Linked DNA regions of Mus musculus: region 1 is linked to region 2. Evidence: chromatin contacts called from public HiChIP or PLAC-seq data. All regions are on one chromosome and are shown on one strand. The core of a region is the stretch at or near the end of the contact, and the rest is flanking DNA. Distances in the headings are between cores, read along the strand shown.

Region 1 (2,708 bases), core at 53-2,552, 240 kb before region 2:
CTACATCCTACCAGATGCTCACACTGAAACTCAAGTTTCAGGGCACAACCGTTTGCACAGAAATTGTGACATTCCTACATCAGCTTGCTAAGTCTCCAGATGAAACTGTCATCTGATATAATCTAACTAAGAAGTTGGAGGTTATTTAAAAATTTATACGTCTGTGTTGCGAAATATTGTTGTTTGGATTCTAAAGCTAGTAATGTTAAGTACTACATAGCAAAACTAAGCATATAGGCAGAGCCGCATAGTGATCTGGACTAACTAAATAAACATATCACAGACTTTTAAACCCTTAAATGCCAAACTTAAAGGTCCAACCTTTTCAAATTATTTTTTTTTGAAATTCACAAACCAGGAGAGACTGTGCACGCCCATAACTGAAAGAGTTCAAATTATCTGAAGACTCCTAATAAAACGAATTAACTTAAGATACTGCCTCTCACAAGCAAGATCCTACCAATATCATCCAAGTATTTTCTTCAACTCTGAATACTTTTCCAGCCACATAAATGTCAACCTGCTTAGCAAGTGATACTGCCAGATATATCTTCTCCTTTCGTTCCAGCTTCCCGTTGCCTGGGAGTATAAAGATAAAACAGTACTCCTACACTCCCAATAGTATTTACTGCAGCCGGGAAATAAGCAAGACCAGGAACAATCAAAAGGACTCTCCTTTCTTCAATAGATCTGGAATACGTGAAGAAGGCAACTCTAAATCCAAGAAACACAACTGCTGCATCCTTTCACCACACACAAATGCGACCACCACACCACGGTATCCGAGTCCGCCTGCTTCCTGACACAGACTGCAGAATCACAACTGGAGCAACAGCCAGATCTAACACCAAGAGCCTCTGCAGAGTCAAGGGTGGGATGCTCAAACAGCGTTCAGAAACACAAGCAGCACAGAACAAGGCGAGCGAGGATGGAGGCCACAGCGCAGGACGCCCACACGAGCCGGGTCCAACGCCTCTTCCCATCCGCTCCCCGAACGCTTACCTCCTCTCCAAGCACCCTTGTAAGCGCAGTCTTCAGGACGTCCCTGACGCCTCAGCTCCGGCTGTCCCCGCGCCCGGCCCCGGGAGGACGACCAAGAGGACGTGCACGCGCGGCTCCCAGGGGCCGGCCCTCCTCAAGCGGGGCGGACGCCGGGAACAGGGAGCAGCGGAGCCGCCCGGATCTTCTCCCAGCTCTGGAGAGCTCCGGACACGAGACGAGAGACGCACAGAAGCCACTGCAGAGCAACGCTAAGACCACAACTCTGCCTGGCCGCTACACTGGCAGCATCTAAAAGCCGACGGAAGTCGCGAGTTTGCCCGACTCCTCCGCAGGCAAGGCAGCTTCCGGCCCCCAGATTAGTCGTCATCGAGTAAGCCCCGCCCCTCTCAGACCACGCCCCCTCGCGTCCGACGCGAGGGCAGTGCGGAGTGTGTTCCTGACGCCTGTTTACTAAGGTCTGGGGACACGGAGTCAGCGTGGGAGGACGGAGATTCTCAGTTGACTGAGATTCTGGTTTTCACCGTTTTCCATCGCATAAAGTGCTACTTTGTTTCGGCAGTAACCACCAGCCTGGTGCGTTTCGAAGCTGCAGATTTTGACAACCGCCCGTCCCCCGCCTGGGCCTGAAGCTGGAGCAGAAATGCACGGATTGCGTTTTCAAGAACAAGAGCAGAGACTGATTAAAATTTTAGGGTGCAAACCCTTGAGGTGCTACAGAGTGCCTTTGCTTTTCCTGCTTGGATCCAATGATCTCCGTAGATTTAGGGTAAAAGTTGCTTAGGAGGAGCTGGAGAGATGGCTCCAGCCGTTAAAAGCGGTTGCAGCTCTTTCAGAGACCAGGTTTGACTCCCATCCCCCACGTGACTGCTGACCACCTTCTGTAACCTTCAGTAACAGCGGTTCCCCATTTTCTTCTGGCCTCTGATGGGGGTCCAGCATAAACCTGGTGCTTAAACTCACACCCTCACGCCCCACCACACACACAGTACATCTTAAAACTGCTTAAGATAGCTGTTCATCATAAATCAAGGGACGGTGGGGTGGGACCAGTAGCTAACCTCTTAGAATAAAAATAATAAAAATAAAAATGTTAAAATACACAGGGGGCCATTTTCACTCTTAAGCTCAAAGTAGTGTGCTTTTTATTCTTCAACAAAACCAAGGAAACTGATTCAACTTAGAAGCTAATGCAACAGTTAAGTGTTGCTGAAATCAATAAAATAAAAATAATGAGAGCGGAGGTTAGGGCATTAAGTGTTCCTGATGACATGCCAAACTATTTTAGAGATGGCGGCCAAAGCTTCTGCACAAGTGGGTTTGATGTATCTCTCAGGCAGCAAGAATCCGTATCTGCCTGTATCTCGGAGCTCAATTGTAAACGAATATTTGATGCCCAAATCATAGATCCAATCGTCAGAACCTCCAGGAGCTAGATCTAAAAGAGACACAAAATATATTTATTTCATAGCAACAAACACTTTATTTCATTGTAGAAACGAAAATAGCTTCCTTCTGGATGTTACCTAAATTTCTTATCTGAAAGTTGTAGTCATCTAAAAGAAACCATGTTAAGAAAGAAAACACATGTTGCCCAGAACTCAACAATAATCTGATTAAGGAGTGATAACTGCCAATAACATTTTAGTACATTTTACAGTGCATGTACTTTCTGTCTTAATTTGTAACATTTCTGGAAGTAATTATTG
Region 2 (2,700 bases), core at 158-2,657:
GTATGTATATGTGTGTATACATACACATATACACCAAAGAGAGAAAGGAAACAATACCTGGGAGAGAGAGAGAGAGAGAGAGAATGAGAGAGAGAGAGAGAGAGAAACCTAGACCCTAGACCCCCAAAGAGCTAATGATACACATCTCTGTAGCATGGGGAAATTAACACATGGTGCTTCTGAGGTTTCTCTAATAAAATATTCTGATGGACAAAAGATGTAGGGATGAAGGTGGTAATACTGTGTATTATCTGGTCTACGAAGAAAAACAACCCAGCTAAAATCTCCTGTGCAACCATCCCTCAGCATTAGTGCCTGGCAGGACCTGAAGGACCTGTGTGGGAAGGCGGCAACTCCATTCCCTGGCACACTGTAGATACAGATAACATTTTTCCAACTAATGCCTTGAAGAGTAGACAGGACTAAGTCTTCACTGGGCACTTAGTCTGTTTCCCAATCTGGTGAATGGTTAATGTATGTTATTCTAAGCTTCTAATTCCATGACTTAGGAACTTATATTTCCCTCTTTCATTGAGGAAAACAGGTCAGCGAGGTGAAGCATCATAGTGGGGACACACAGGCAGAGAGCTGGACACACAGGCAGAGAGCTGGACACACAGGCAGAGAGCAGGCGAGCTCAGTTTGAATCTAGTGTAGCCAGCATATCCCACTCCTTCGGGTGATGAAGGAGAAGGTGTCTCTGCCTAATGGATTATCCTGCGTGTAGAGGTATAATCTGCGTGTACAGTCAAATCACCAACAGACTAAAGGATCAAAAAGTATAATACTGAGCATGCCATTTGTGATGGTTTGTATATGCTCGGCCAGGGAGCAGCATTATTAGAAGATATAGCCCTGTTGGAGTAGGTGTGTCACTGTGGGCGTGGGCTTTAAGACCCCCATCCTAGCTGCCTGGAAGCGAGTCTTCCACTAGCAGCCTTCAGATGAAGATGTAGAACTATATCAGCTTCTCCTGCACTATGACTGCCTGGAAGCTGCCATGCTTCCTGCCTTGATGATAATGGACTGAACCTCTGAATCTGTAAGCCAGATCCAATTAAATGTTGTGCCTATAGGAGTTGCCTTAGTCATGGTGTCTGTTCATAGCAGTAAAACCTTAACTAAGACACTGATATAACTCACCTTTCCCAGCCTCAAAGTCTCTACCATCTCAGGATCCACTCACTCATTCACCAAACTTCATCAAATGCCCACTGTGCTATCATCAGTACAGAATAAATCATGCCCATCCTTCTTCCTTAGACCACGAGGACAGACAAAAATGGAAGCAGATCCCATGGGGGCAGGACCTGCAAGATCCCCTGCCGTTCTGGCAGGAAAGAATGGACTCAGGAAGGTACTTAAACGGATTGATGGAGTCTCGCGTCTATGTGGTTTCTGACTCATGCATTTGGCATTTGGTGTGGCATTAGGGTGTACAGATCAACTCACAGACCCGCCTCTTGCTAGGCTAGCTGGGAAAATGAGTCATTTAAAGAGGACACACTGTGATTGTCATTAACGTGTAGTGAGATAGAGGAAGCCCTGGCTGGTTCTGCTTTCAATTTTAATGTCTTGAAACAGACATCTTCTCTGGAGAACAAGCAATCCCCAGGTTGTGCTGAAAGTCTTGCATGGTGTCACTTGGGGAAGACTAGTTTGCAGGACCTTGGCCATCCCATAAATGAGTTACCATATCCTCAGCTCTCAGAGAAGTCTTGCCAGGAGCCATTTGATTACTCTGCAGGTATGCCTAGAGGACCGTCTTATAAGCAAGCATAGCTATAGAGGCTGGAGATGAACAATGAGCAAAAGCAACAAGGCTTCTGCCTTCCTGGAATTTATGGTTTGGTGATGGAGACAGATAAATGCTGAATAAGCATTGCAGAGGAAGATCCTATGAAGCACACACGCGACTGTCTGCGACCACACGATCCACAAGGCAACCATGGAAGATCCCAGGAAAAGGAGAGGGGGAGTGGAGTGGGTAGAAAAAGAGCATAAAGATATGAAGAAAACCAAGAGTCATGGGGAAGGAAGTCTATGGGGGTGAGGGGTTCATTCTGGGAAGAGGAAACAATAGTTTCAACCCCCTAAGACAGGTACGGCTGGGTTGTCTGAGTGCCCAATTGAGGAGCAGCCAGGATGCTGGCCCTCCTTGTACCTGGCTAGTCATGCAGCTTTGTAGGTCACAGTCTCCTCCTAGCAAAAGACAGGGCCACCTCCACGACTCCTTCACAACACGCTCACACCAAGAAGTCAGTCTCACTCTAAAGCAACACATAGTCCAGCCCTGCAGATCCTCACTGTTATCATGGAACAAGCAAACAGCGCAGGACCTGTACTTACTGGGCTGTATTGGAGTCCCACATCCAGCACAGAAGAAGTTCTGGGCCACCACTGCTATGTCCCTCCTGAGGACAGAAAATGGCAACTGTTACACGTTTTCAGAGCTGGTCAGTACAGCGTTTTTCACTGATGGAAAAGCAGTGGACATCGTGGTCCGTTTCTCAGTTTAGGGGCTTTAATTTTGTCATCTTTTCATTTTAAGAAAAGTTTATACTTATCCAATATGTTTTTCTGGTTGGAATCTGTTGGCCTTCTAAAGCTAGGATTCTTTAAACATCTCAATTGTGCCCAAATTAGAAGTCAGTATCACATATAACTCTTCTATTATAGAATCCTTGGGGCTTCCCACTA

What was found. HiChIP or PLAC-seq counts read pairs in DNA pulled down with a chosen protein or histone mark.
Region 1: a contact with region 2 is called in an H3K4me3 HiChIP or PLAC-seq map of bone marrow-derived macrophages, with 3 times the contacts expected there. The contact joins the promoter of Zc3h13 here to the enhancer-like site in region 2. A contact is called at or near these places in 6 of 39 promoter capture datasets (the C10 cell line, liver, macrophages and 3 more), 4 of 484 Hi-C or Micro-C datasets (CD4 T cells, the G1E-ER4 cell line, bone marrow-derived macrophages and 1 more), 4 of 115 datasets of contacts at active chromatin or transcription factors (bone marrow-derived macrophages, fetal liver and large pre-B cells) and 3 of 9 other capture datasets (adipose tissue, liver and macrophages).

Annotation. Positions count from the first base shown.
Region 1 is chr14:75,282,960-75,285,667 of GRCm38.p6, reverse strand. Zc3h13 (zinc finger CCCH type containing 13) reads right to left here and starts at 1,302. Exons shown (of 19, transcript NM_001359875.1): 1 at 1,003-1,302. Cpb2 (carboxypeptidase B2 (plasma)) reads right to left here. Exons shown (of 11, transcript NM_019775.3): 11 at 2,113-2,437. The coding sequence ends at 2,253.
Region 2 is chr14:75,044,123-75,046,822 of GRCm38.p6, reverse strand. Rubcnl (RUN and cysteine rich domain containing beclin 1 interacting protein like) reads right to left here. Exons shown (of 14, transcript NM_198642.2): 9 at 2,350-2,414. Among named protein-coding and RNA genes, the nearest start is that of Rubcnl, 29 kb to the right of the region's middle. Within about 2 kb of position 1,407, at least 73 of the 459 cell types and tissues checked have an H3K27ac peak or open chromatin away from gene starts, as enhancers often do. A contact at or near this core is called in bone marrow-derived macrophages, where this site is marked.